2 separate regions of the Capra hircus genome follow, and region 1 is linked to region 2. A link is a contact called in public Hi-C data. All regions are on one chromosome and are shown on one strand. The core of a region is the stretch at or near the end of the contact, and the rest is flanking DNA. Distances in the headings are between cores, read along the strand shown. Region 1 holds the start of AGBL2 (cytosolic carboxypeptidase 2). Region 2 has its middle 20 kb from the start of NUP160.

Region 1 (6,846 bases), core at 2,122-4,621, 110 kb after region 2:
TAGCCCGCCAGGTGAATCTTGAGTTTTAATCAGTTTTTTTAAATAACTGAATTTGAATAAGCCGTGAGAGATCAATGCTAGTTAGAACTAATGAAAAGAGAATCTCAGAAACATTAGGTCTGCCCATCCCTGGTGGTATGTTGAGGATTAAATATATCTTCTTAGAGGTTAAGTAAATAAATCTAGGATAAGGACTCCTCTAACTCCTTGGAGCCAAGAAATACTTCTACAGGCATGTGTTATTTTCCTTCAGTGTAGCTTTAATGGTTACTGGGGAGACATAAAAATACATATGCACTTACATATAAATACAACTGTAGAGCAGAGTATTTTGTATGTGTTTGGTTGACCTATCAATTAAGAAATTTGATGAAAACTATTCTGGTACTTAGCTGAGAAATTTGAAACTTTGTCATGAAGACAGATGTGGCCGATCGTTTTCAGGTTTGGTTAGTTTTTATTTGCTAGGGAGTGAACAGCTCCATTCTCTTTTCTCAGAGGAGTCATCTGTCTGTTGTTTCCACAGTGGCATGGCAGAGAGAAATGCTAATTTTGAAGCCCTTCCTGAAGATTGGCGAGCAAGACTGAAGAGACGAAAAATGGCTCCAAACACATAGTTTTTTACTTTTTTGTTACTGTGTGCTGGATTTTCTTTTTTTATGTTCAGTTCAGAGTCTTAACCAGTTTTACTGTTGCCAATAAACTATAAATGTTATGAGGGAGAGCATATAAATTTGCTGGGCAAGAGCATACAAAATTCCCACATTTGTGAAATGTAGTTTTTTCTGTTTTGCCAAAAGGTGTGAGGTGGCTGAACCATTTGACCTGGCTGCCTTTATTCTCACACTGGCAAACTCAGCATGTTAGGTACATTATTCTCATCAGTCTGGACGTGTGGCTCATGACACTTCTATAGAGGACTCACCGACGAAAAGGGAAGGATTTTTCTGCCTAATAGAGGCTGTTGTAGTTCCTAGTGTGGCGCGCTCACTCTCGTTAACATCTTCAAAACAAGTGCAATTAAGAAGGCAGCTCTATACTCTACCTTGCTTAACTGGGATTATAGGAATGTCCTTCTGACCTCTTCCTCTTAGTCTGCCACCCCTGAAGTGCTGAGGTATACAAACTCATTCATGTTGAGCTAACAGGTGGCCACACTCTATAAATTTATAGAGTATTTCTCACAAATTCTAGAACTGATAAAGATAGCTCAGTCATTGCACATACTAGGTGACAGATATAAATTTCAGTGTATGGCGGCAGCAGCAACTGTTCATGTCTTTGAGACTTTCCCCTCACACGTGGGAGTAAATGTAATGAGCCACTGTATGTATTGCTATGTCTCCATGGTCGTACCTTGGTCCAAAGCTCACCTCCCATTTAGATGTGAATGTATTCTCCATAAAATTCCAGTATTTAAAAAGCAGTTTACTGTTCTGTACTTTCTGTTGTATCACAATCAGGTAAAAGTCACTTTAAACTGAAGAAAAAGCAAATTGTGTTTTAAAGCTGTTTGTATTTCTCCAGTTTCTGACCTTGTAAATTTGTATATATGCACTAATAAAGCCTTTTTTATACTTCTGATTGGTTATCCTTTTGCTCCTGTTTTGCCTGTTGCTCCCTGAAGATGTCACCAAGACTTACTTTAAGTCAGTCATTTTTTCTAATCAAGTACGGTATAAGGCAAACATTGAAGCTCTCAGAAGAAAGAGGAGTGTCAGGATCTTGAGCCCGTTGCAGGGTGGGAGAATGGGGTTAGAAAAACAGGGCTCTGGTACCAGAAAATATGGTGTGAGTTAAGTATTGGAGCTTGTGGTCTATAATATTAGCTTGTATTTAGCCTACTTAAATCCTGGAAATGACAAAATGTGGTTAATATTCTAGAAAAAAAAGGGGGGCTTTATATAGTTACAAGAGTTATATATACTCATAGTCATGTAAAGTTAACCAAAGATGACAGTAGTTAAAATTTTATTCTGGTATATTTATATGCAGCTGTCTAATCAGTGTCATGTGTGCTTGTGTGTTGGTTTTTATTTATACAAAAATCGGGGTGACCATTTTGTATATAAATTGTTTTTCTTGTCATCTGCATAGAGCACATTGACATTGAAGCCGCTCAGTCGTGTCCAACTCTTTGCGACCACATGTACTGTAGCCTACCAGGCTCCTCCGTCCGTGGAATTTTCCAGGCAAGAGTACTGGAGTGGGTTGCCATTTCCTTCTCCAGGAGATACTCCCAACCCAGGGATGAAACCCAGGACTCCCGCATTGTAGGCAGATGCTTTACTGGCTGAGCTACCACCAAGATCCTACATTTCTGGGAAAAAGGGCTATTGACTAGTCATTAAAGCTTTTGCTTTTAACTGCCTAACAGTTAACCAGATTTCTAGGAATTGTTGACAGGGACTAAGTGACTTTGTCCCTATCCTGCCAGACCAGAAACATTTTTTTGACTGACAGTTTGATAGTCAAAGTGTGGGTTTTACTTTGTTTCTTGTATTTTCCAACGCAGAAGGTAATTTTTCAATTCTAGCTATGGGATGGAGGGAACATAAGGTGAAGGAGGAGAAGCAGCTCCCTTTGAGTAATACCCAATAATTTTCTTAAAGCTGTTCAGTTCAGTTCAGTCGCTCAGTCTTGTCGGACTCTGCGACCCCATGAATCACAGCACGCCAGGCCTCCCTGTCCATCACCATCTCCCGGAGTTCACTCAGACTCAACGTCCATTGAGTCCGTGATGCCATCCAGCCATCTCATCCTCTGTCGTCCCCTTCTCCTCCTGCCCCCAATCCCTCCCAGCATCAGTCTTTTCCAGTGAGTCAACTCTGCTCATGAGGTGGCCAAAGTACTGGAGCTTCAGCTTTAGCATCATCTCTTACAAAGAAATCCCAGGGTCGATCTCCTTCAGAATGGACTGGTTGGATCTCCTTGCAGTTTTGGCTGCCCCATGGAGCATGCCTTAGCTAACCACCAGGGATCCCACCTGTGCCCTGCAATGTAAGCGCGGTCTCTTATCAAATCACTGGACCAGCAAGGAAAGGAACAGTGGAAGTGTTAGTCGCTCAGTCGTGTCTTGACTCTTGAGACCCCGTGGACTGCAGCCTGCCAGCCTCTGTCCATGGAATTCTATAGGCAAGAATGCTGGAATGGGTTGCCATTTCCTTCCCAGGACCGGCAAGGAAGCCCCCATCAATGCAATTTCTAATCCCCTGAATCCGGGCTGCAATACTGTAATGAAAAGAGTAACAACAAAGCCTTGGTACAGCAGTCGTCCACTTTCCCCTGGTTCCCCGCTCCCCCTCGGAGGTGGGGCCTCGCTCCCGGAAGCTTCAAGCCGCCCCGCCTTCCCGCTTCCGGCTCGCGGTTGCTAGGCTACCGGCGCCCCAGCCGAAAGCTGTGGCTTGGCGAGAGCTCAGCGAGCGCGACCTCGGCCGGGTACGCGGCGGGGCCTATGCCTGCGGGTGGTGACCCCCCGCCTCACTCACGCTCCTCTGTCGCGGCCGGCTCCGCGCCCAACCCCTGCTGCCCCGGACAGTCCGGGGAGCCAAGGCGATAGCACCCTTCCCTCTGGCCTCCCAGGAAATCTCTACGCCCCATCCCTCGACTCTCTGGGAAACCGCCCTCCGCCACCTTCCCCTGACCGGGAAACCCAGAACCCCTGAATTCCGTTTTCGGAGCCTCTAAACTTTCTTTTCCCACCCGCCTCGAGACGACTCCGCCGGACTCCCCTCCCCTTTTCTTTCACTGTCCAGCGGCGTCCTGGTGGTGGGCATCCCCCCCTCAACCCGGAGAAGAAAGCATGGAGCCGGCAGGGGTCCTGGCGCCTCGGGAGGAGGAGGTCGGAAGACTAGCCGCCCTCCCAGATTCCTCAGGTGCCCACCCGGGCCTCATGGCGGGCCCTGGTTTAGAGGGAGCGGTGCCGCGTGGGAGCTGCGGAGCGGAGGGAGGGGACGGGAGTGAATGTCGGCAGGTGACTTCAGTTGCCTGCTCTGGTTTATTTTAGCTCCTCCTATGTAACAAACCGCCCTTTTGGAAATTGGGCAGGGGCTGTTGCTGGATGCGGATGTCACTGACTGGTCTTCAGCATAGCATGCAGAAGTAACATGTTCCCAGCATTGGAAACAGAGCTAAAGCAGGAGGTCGGTACCCACCCCTCTCCAGAAACCCAGTACTGTATTCCGGTGGCACCTTTTTCTGGCTAGAGATCTTGATCCGAAAGATAGAATCGTTTGCACAAATGTCTTTCACATGGTTTGTTTTTAGAAGTTCTCAGGTATGGCGTCCTCTGCGACCATGCTTGTGTGCCTTTGTTAAAAGTCAGTATTACTCTTTTAACAGGTTGTTATAATAATGATTATTATGAAAACGCTTTCCTGATTGAGATGGTCTGTCCTTTCACAGACTCTTCCTGATCCCTATGAAGACTTTATGTACTATCACCTCCAGTACTATGGCTACTATAAAGGTAATATCTCATTCTGACCCAGCATCACCTTTCCTGGGTTATTGAAGTAAGTTGTTGGATCAACTGAGAGAGTTGTGCTTGGATAAACTAATGACGAATTTTTTGAGCAGCATTAATGAGAAGTACTTCCTTTCCTCACTGATATGCTCTGTCACTTCTGTTGAGTGTCCATTTATACAGAGGTCTGTCTGTCTGTCCTTGAACCAGCACCACCCTTTCTTAATGACATGACATGGCATTAAAATAGTCTTGATATCTGGAAAGAAATGTCCTCCCATATTGTCATATTCAGAAGTGTCTTGGCTAACCTTACCTTTTTATATAATTTTAGAATTGGCATGTGATGCTTTAAAAAAAAATGGGATTGCATTTAATCTATAGATCATACTTGACAAGAAATGAGAATTTTCCAATACCACATTTTCCAACCTGTTAATAGTATTTTCTAATTCTCTAATTTGGTTCAGTCCTCCTTAATGTCTTCCAATAAGATTTATAAATTGTTTTCAGGGAACTGCTTATTTATATGCTTGTATAAGTGGTATCTTAAAATTTTGATGTTCTAACTTTGTTCTTGGTATTTAGAAATAAAATTTAAGTTTTTGTATTGATTTTATTTCTATCTTGTTAAACTTTCTTATTAACTGTTTCATTTTGTAAGTGATCACTCACTCGTTGAAAACTGAATTCCCAGTTTGCCAGATTCAGCAGAGCCCTCAGGACAAAGCACCTCTCACTCTGAGTGCTCTACTTCCACTCTTGAGTACTTACCCTGACTTGGTTATATAACTGCTGATTTTTTTTTCTGCCAACCCAGCCCTTCCTTTCTACATTACCATATGCCTCTGAAGTCTTCTCAACGTGGAACGGAGAAAATTATGTTTAAATTGTTCACATAAATTGGAACGTGAAAGCTCTTTGGAAAATGGGTTATATTGGTTGTAAAGGCCTGTGGTGTGGCAGGTGGTGACTGCAAGGCAGTTTGCTAGTTGTAATTGTTTGGGTGTTGACCTCAGTGTTGGATGTGATGAACTAGCCTTCAACATCTTTCACTAAACTGCCTGTTCTTAGCTCAGAGAAGCAGTTTGCCAAATTCTGCTACGCACCAGCATGTTTGGAAAAATAATCCTCGATACCTGTTGAGTGGCTCTTTTGGAAAAAGAGAGGATTTGATACCAGACCGCTTGCAAAAGGAGAAGCGTCTATGTGAGTAGTAATCAGTGTCATATGTCCCTAGAACCCTTAGTGCCTTGAGCAACTGCTCCCGGCGTTGAGGAGAACATGGCCTAATGTGGGAGAAGCCTGGGGAACAGCCTTGGACACTGTTTCTGGCATCACTCAGAAATGTTCTGTCTTTTAAAAAAAAAGAAAATTTTTAAATGAAAAGAAAAATAACAAAAAAATATTCTGTAGATCTGCTTTGGATTGTAGGTTTAAAGTACCATGCGTTCTGCATGGTCTTTCTCCAAATTGTTGGAAAATTTGTTGAAACTCTTTGGTCAAGGGTAACACGTTGATTTTTTTTCATGTGGTTTTGATGGATATATTTGTTAAGGCTCTTTGCATAGGAGTGGTGGAAACCAATCCAAGCTAACTTAAGCAAAAACCACTTTTTTACAGGGACTCCACAAGTTTTTTCAAGAATCCAAGGGTAGGAATGCAGTTGAATTTCTGCCTCAATACATATCCAACCAAACATCAATTCACGTCCCTTTACTGCACGACCTTCCTCCCATGCCCCCTCCCCTACCCCAGCTGCCATCATCTCACTATTGAAACAGCCTCATCATTGGTTTCTGGTTCCATGATGCCCCCTTCCAATCCGCTTTCCACACAGCAGTGTTGTTGTTTTTTTTTTCTTTTTATGTGCAAATCTGATTGTATCCCTTTTCTGGTTAAAAATCTTTGAATGATGCAAGACCCAAAAGCTATAAAATGTAACACTGATAATTTTTACAGCAAAACTTTATGTTTAGAAAACAGTTCCATTAGTAAAGAAAAATAACTGAAAAAAAATTTTTGTGGGAAATACGTCGAAGGATTAATTTCCTTAACAAAGTAACATACAAATCAATAAGCAAAAGGTGACCAAAGAGCAGAATGGACAAAGAGCTTGAGCAAGGAGCTGGTAGAACAGCAGACACAGTCAATGCAGCGTGCAGCGTGGGCTCCGCTGGTGGCGCAGTGCGGTGCAGGAGGCTCAGGAGATGCGGGTTCGACCCCTGGATCAGATCTCCTAGCGGAGGAGGCGGCAGCCCACTGCAGCATGCTTGCCTGGGGAATCCCGTGGACACGGGAGTCTGGTGGGCTGCAGTCCTGGACGCGACGGAACACGCAGGCGCGTCCGAGGACTAACTTCCTAACAAAATAACTCTTAC
Region 2 (6,231 bases), core at 788-3,287:
TTTAAAAAAGGAAACCAGAATTGAAAGAGACACGTGTACCCCAATGTTCATCACAGCACTGTTTATAATAGCCAGAATATGGAAGCAACCTAGATGTCCATCAGCAGACGAATGGATAAGAAAGCTGTGGTACATATACACGATGGAGTATTACTTAGCCGTTAAAAAGAATACATTTGAATCAGTTCTAATGAGGTGGATGAAACTGGAGCCTATTATACAGAGTGAAGTGAGCCAGAAAGAAAAACACCAATACAGTATACTAACGCATATATATGGAATTTAGAAAGATGGTAATGATAACCCTGTATGCGAGACAGCAAAAGAGACACAGATGTATAGAACAGTCTTTTGGACTCTGTGGGAGAGGGTGAGGGTGGGATGATTTGGGAGAATGGCATTGAAACATGTATATTATCATATGTGAAATGAATCGCCAGTCCAGGTTCGATGCATGATACAGGATGCTCAGGGCTGGTGCACTGGGATGACCCAGAGGAATGTGCTGGGGAGGGAGTGGGAGAGGGGTTCAGGATGGGGAACATGTGTACACCTGTGGCGGATTCATGTCAATGTATGGCAAAACCAATACAGTATCTTAAAGTAATTCGCCTCCAATTAAAATAAATAAAGTTACATTTTAAAAAAATTTTTAAAGAAATTATTACCAAAAAATTAACTAAGATCCTTATAAATGTAAGGCATGACTACTGACTTCTTACAATGTGCCTTGAATTCACTGTGTCTAGAACATGGACACGAAGGACAAAAAAGGCTTTGTAGTCAGGAAGACAATATGCAGTAATAGGTTGTTTTTGGTTTTTTTTAGAACCTTTCTTTTATTGATAAAATGTAGTAAATTAATCTTAGTGAATTTTCCCATACCTTAGTAAGCCCAAACATGCTTCCATACAAACAAGAAGTCCCCATGCCCACCACAATAAAATGCAAAGTCTGGATATTTTAATATATGAGGAACATGAAAATACAGCAGTGCTTCCCCCAATTTTTTCCCATAGAACAATGGTCCAGTGAGTTGTTCCTTGTAAAGAGTGTTGCTGTTGTTTAGCCACTAAGTCATGTCCGACTCTTTGCGACCCCGTGGGCTGCAGCACGCCAGGCTTCCCTGGCCTTCGCTGTCTCCCGGAGCTTGCTCAAACTCATGTCCATTGAGTCAGTGATGCCATGCAACCACCTCATTCACTGCCGCCCCCTTCTCCCCCTGCCCTCAATCTTTCCCAGGTTCAGCGTCTTTTCCAATGAGTCGGCTCTTCGCATCAGGTGGTGAAAGGATTGGAGCTTCAGCTTCAGCATCAGTCCTTCCAATGAAAAGAACACAGAGTCTGGGAAACGCATCACTCATAAGGCCCTCTTGGAGCTTTACAAAGCACACCATCATATTAATGTCCCTGGAAAGTTCTGCAGGAAAGAAATATGTTGAACTTTGTCATCATCTCCCATGCTTATTTCAACCACTGAATTCTTCTTTGAAGTAGTAGCCTTTCGGTTAGTATAGGAAAATCTGCTTTGAAGTTCAATTTACAGTACTCTTCTACTTAGTAGTGACCTGGCAAATCAAGACATTCTCGAGGTAAAGCAAGATAGTAGTGTCAAGCAATAGAACTATTTTTCCTATGAAAGTATTTGTAAATAAAACATGCTGCACAAACAGCAATCTTAGTAACATTCTGCATTTTATTTCTAAATGAACCCATCACCTCACCACTAGATGGCAACGTAATTCCATTTAAGTTACTCTGTGTGTTGGGCGGGGTGGGTGTGGGGGGGTGTGTGCGCGCGCGCATTTTATTTCTATATGAAATGATCACCTCACCACTAGATGGCGCCATAATTCCATTTAAGTTACTCTGTGTGGGGGGTGTGTGGGGGGGGGTGTGTGCGCGCGCGCGCGCGCGCATTTTATTTCTAAATGAAATAACCACCTCACCACTAGATGGCACCATAATTCCATTTAAGTTACTCTGGGTGGGTGGGTGTGTGTGTGGAGGGGTGTGTGCGTGCGTGCGCGCGCAGTTTATTTCTAAATGAAGTCATCACCTCACCACTAGATGGCAACATAATTCCATTTACGTTACTATATGTGTGTCAGTGTGTGCATAATTCCGTTTAAGTTAGTGTGTGTGTATGAAAGTGAAAGAGGAGAGTGAAAAAGTTGGCTTAAAGCTCAACATTCAGAAAACTAAGATCATGGCATCCGGTCCCATCACTTATGGCAAATAGATGGGGAAACAGTGGAAATAGTGTCAGACTTTATTTTGGGGGGGTTCCAAAATCACTGCAGATGGTGATTGCAGCCATGAAATTAAAAGATGGTTACTCCTTGGAAGGAAAGTTATGACCAAACTAGATAGCATATTCAAAAGCAGAGACATTACTTTGCCAACAAAGGTCAGTCTAGTCAAGGCTATGGTTTTTTCAGTGGTCATGTACGGATGTGAGAGTTGGACTGTGAAGAAAGCTGAGCGCCGAAGAATTGATGCTTTTGAACTGTGGTGTTGGAGAAGACTCTTGAGAGTCCCTTGGACTGCAAGGAGATCCAATCAGTCCATCCTAAAGGAGATCAGTCCTGGGTGTTCTTTGGAAGGAATGATGCTAAAGCTGAAGGTCCAGTACTTTGGCCACCTCATGCGAAGAGTTGACTCACTGGAAAAGAGTCTGATGCTGGGAGGGATTGGGGGCAGGAGGAGAAGGGGACGACAGAGGATGAGATGGCTGGATGGCATCACCGACTCGATGGATATGAGTCTGAGTGAACTCCGGGAGTTGGTGATGGACAGGGAGGCCTGGCAAGCTGTGATTCATGGGGTCGCAAAGAGTCGGACACGACTGAGAGACTGAACTGAACTGAACGATGTGTGTGTGCGTGTGTGTTTTCCTTCGTATCTCACGCTTTGCAACACCAGGGACTGTTGCCTGCCAGGCTCCTCTGTCCATAGAATTTTCCAGACAAGAACACTGGAGCGGGTTGCCATTTCTTTCTCCGGGGACTCTTCCTGACCCAGGTATCGAATCCATGTCTCATGTTTCCTGCATTGGCAGGCAAGTTCTTTACCAGCTGAGCTGCCAGGGAAGCCCCGTTTATGTTACAACCACACCAAGAAGAATATTCAAGTTTTCTAAGAATGTACATGTGCATTTATTCACTTTCAGTCATTCTTTCAAACAACTTATTAGGAACTTTTAAGTTCTGAGAGCTCTGATGAATGTTGAAAATAGGAGGAAAAATGAGACAGCTCACTGTAATTCGGAGGACTCGCTGTGATACGGGGTCTTTCTTCGGCATCTATGGAGATGAGAAGAGAGCTGCAGGTTGAAGTTTAAAAGGAACAAACGGAGCTTGGAAATGGGTTAAAGATGTTAGCTGTGGACTTTGAAAAGTTACATGAAAACCATCATCCAAAGATGTAAGAATCTTCGTGATGAAATTTGGATAACCGGTACAGTCTCAGCCTCAGTTTGAGGCCAGAGAGGATGCTCCAGGAGACACCGGCAGCAGTGCCTGGTCACTGCCCCGGACCCAGGGCGGAATTGCTCTTGTGTGCCTGCAGCGTGACAGACAGCTGAACTGCTACACCTGAATCAAGCAAAACGATTCCTGTCCTGTTGTGTGTAAGCTGTTTCCATCTTACGTGCCCCAAAGAAGTCCCACGAGCCTCTGATGCTGGTACGTGAACCCCGGCCCTTGGCAGTGAGAGAGGTGAGTCCTAACCACTAGAGCGCCAGGGAATTCCCCAAGCGGCAGGCTTGACTCCATTGTGAGTGCTAAGTCGCTTCAGCCGTGTCCGACACTTTGCAACCATATGGACTCTAGTCCCCCAGGCTCCTCTGCCCACGGGATTCTCCAGGCAAGAACACTGGAGTGGGTTGCCAGGCCCTCCTCCAGGGGTCTTCCTGCATTGCAGGCGGATTCCTTATTGCTGAACCACCAGGGAAGCCTCAACTCCAGAGGGGGCTGAATATAAATGCCCCCCGGCTCTTTACTGCCGCTCTTTACTGGCCGCTTGCCAGATTCTGCTCCCTCAGATCACCGTCTCCCCAAAAAGAGAGCCGTCTGGGACCCTGCCAGCCTGTCCTGAATCAATCTCCTATGCCTTCCACACACACAGACACACACAACGCACACATAGAGGCACGATGATCGATTGCCTAGAGTGAGTTCCCCCAGGATTGCCTCTCATCCTCGTGTTTCTCTAAACTTAACCTTCGGTTTTGAGTCACTGAGTTGGCTGTTGCATCAAATGATTCTTTAGTTTTACGAGGTGTCTCCCAGGTGGGATCCGCACAGATACAGGTGCCGGTTGCTAATTTCTATAAAAATAACCACCCCCAGAGGAGTGTCATTTAAGAGTTCTTTGGGGGGAGAAAAAGAGTTCTTTGGACTTCATCTTCAATAGTAGCCAAAGAATTCAAGGGACAGGTTAATGCAGAAAATCTTTTGCAGTTAATATGTAACTAAGAACATTCGGAATGCAACACACAGAGTTTAGGTGATCTGGGTACAGCGGTGGGAGAGCAGCGATTGTAAAATTGAGATATTTAACACGTACACTGGGATTCCCAGATGGCCCAGCGGTAAAGAACCTACCTGTCAGTGCAGGAGACGCAAGAGACTTGGGTTCGATCCCTCGGTCGGGAAGAACCCCTGGAGGAGATGGCAACCTGCTCCAGTATTCTTGCCTGGAGAATCCCATGTGGCCAGAGCAGCCCGGTGGGCTACAGTCCAGGGCGCCACAAAGAGGTGGACTCGACTGAGCGCGCATGGCCGTAACATGCACACGCTCTGTCGGGGGAGACTGAGGGGAAACAGGTGTTCAGCCTAGAAAAGCATTTCTCAGTGGATTTCCTATGATGTCAATGTGGGTTAAACTTTAAAACATTTAAAACCCGACTTACAAGCATTTGTGGATTCCAGATTGAGATCCACATAAGAGCAATGTTTTCTGCTAAGACTCAGAACGTTCTTTCATAAATGAGAGTTTGTTTCCCACTAAATTGATCTTTACACAGTTGGCTGGTTTTGGTAACTACAGATGTGATGGGAACAGGGAAAAATAAAATATGGATAAAAATAGGGGAAAACCCAATAATCCCTGGATTCCTGGGAAATGAGGATGTCCCATCAATTTAAAAACCATATTTTTTAATTGAAATTTTACTTCAACTGCACAAATGAAGGTAGCGTGTAGGAAATTTAAATGACACAATACGGTAAAAATAGCAGAGAACCAAAAACTCTAAAAAGGAAGTACACCCAAAGCGCAAGAACTCAACATTCGTGTTTAGTCTTCAGTTTTGAGTGACACTTGCTGCCTGCAAATTTAAGGCACAAAATAACTCAAGCATAAATCAAAATGAAGAGCCTGGAAATTTTCTGATTTCCTAAATTTTCAAAAAACTCTATCATTGCAGCATATAGGCTTTCTCCCGTTTTAATCTTAGAAGCTTCAAAAAGGGGCTGGATTACATACACACACCTGAGCGCCCACACAGTCACGCATGCACACACACAGGCACACACATGGTGATAAGCAGAGTATCTAGGTCCTTCTTCCTACCACCTAAGTCTCATCTTACTTATTAAAAGTGTGCACAGCCCCTCACTGGTTTCCCTTTATCTAATGATTTCTGTCACCGTAATTGCTATCATCGTTACTTTACTAGTATTGCAACTTAAAATTTAAAAGCAGTTCTGCAGGTGTTAGCCCACTACACAGCCCATGGATCTCATCTGGTCTGCCACCTGCTCTTGAAATAAAGTTTGATTGGATATACTCTCATTTGCTGTAAATTGCCTATGGCTATTTTTGCGCTATAATGGTGGAGTTACAAAGGAGTGGCAAATATCTAAAACAGTTACTATCTTGCCTTTTACAGTAAAAGCTTGCCAACACCTGGTTTTTATAGTTTTGTACCATTTTTAACCCTATTTTTGGTAACTGTACTATGGTTATGTTAAATGTTAACATTAGGGATTAATAGAGTACAGAAACCCTTTATATAACACTATTTTTGCAACCACTCTACAGTCTTAAAATCAGAAGAGCTGCTTATTGGAAAAGACTCTGATCCTGGGAAAAACTGAAGGGAAAAGGAGAAAGGAGAAAGCGGTGGCAGAGGATGAGATGGTTAGATGGCATCACCGACTCAACGGACATGAATTTGAGCAAACTCCGGGAGGTAGTGGAGGACAGAAGAGCCTGGCGTGCTGCA

Evidence for each region. A called contact is a pair of places that touch in the nucleus more often than the background predicts.
Region 1: a contact with region 2 is called in a Hi-C map of blood, with 2.2 times the contacts expected there. The contact joins the promoter of AGBL2 here to the enhancer-like site in region 2. A contact is called at or near these places in 2 of 5 Hi-C or Micro-C datasets (both in blood).

What each region holds. Positions count from the first base shown.
Region 1 is chr15:5,506,900-5,513,745 of ARS1.2, forward strand. AGBL2 (cytosolic carboxypeptidase 2) reads left to right here and starts at 3,372. Exons shown (of 17, transcript XM_013969896.2): 1 at 3,372-3,875; 2 at 4,007-4,142; 3 at 4,405-4,468; 4 at 5,540-5,674. The coding sequence starts at 4,107. FNBP4 (formin-binding protein 4) reads left to right here. Exons shown (of 17, transcript XM_018059085.1): 17 at 527-1,584. The coding sequence ends at 617.
Region 2 is chr15:5,400,649-5,406,879 of ARS1.2, forward strand. No RefSeq gene overlaps it. Among named protein-coding and RNA genes, the nearest start is that of NUP160, 20 kb to the right of the region's middle. Within about 2 kb of position 2,038, at least 1 of the 5 cell types and tissues checked has an H3K27ac peak or open chromatin away from gene starts, as enhancers often do.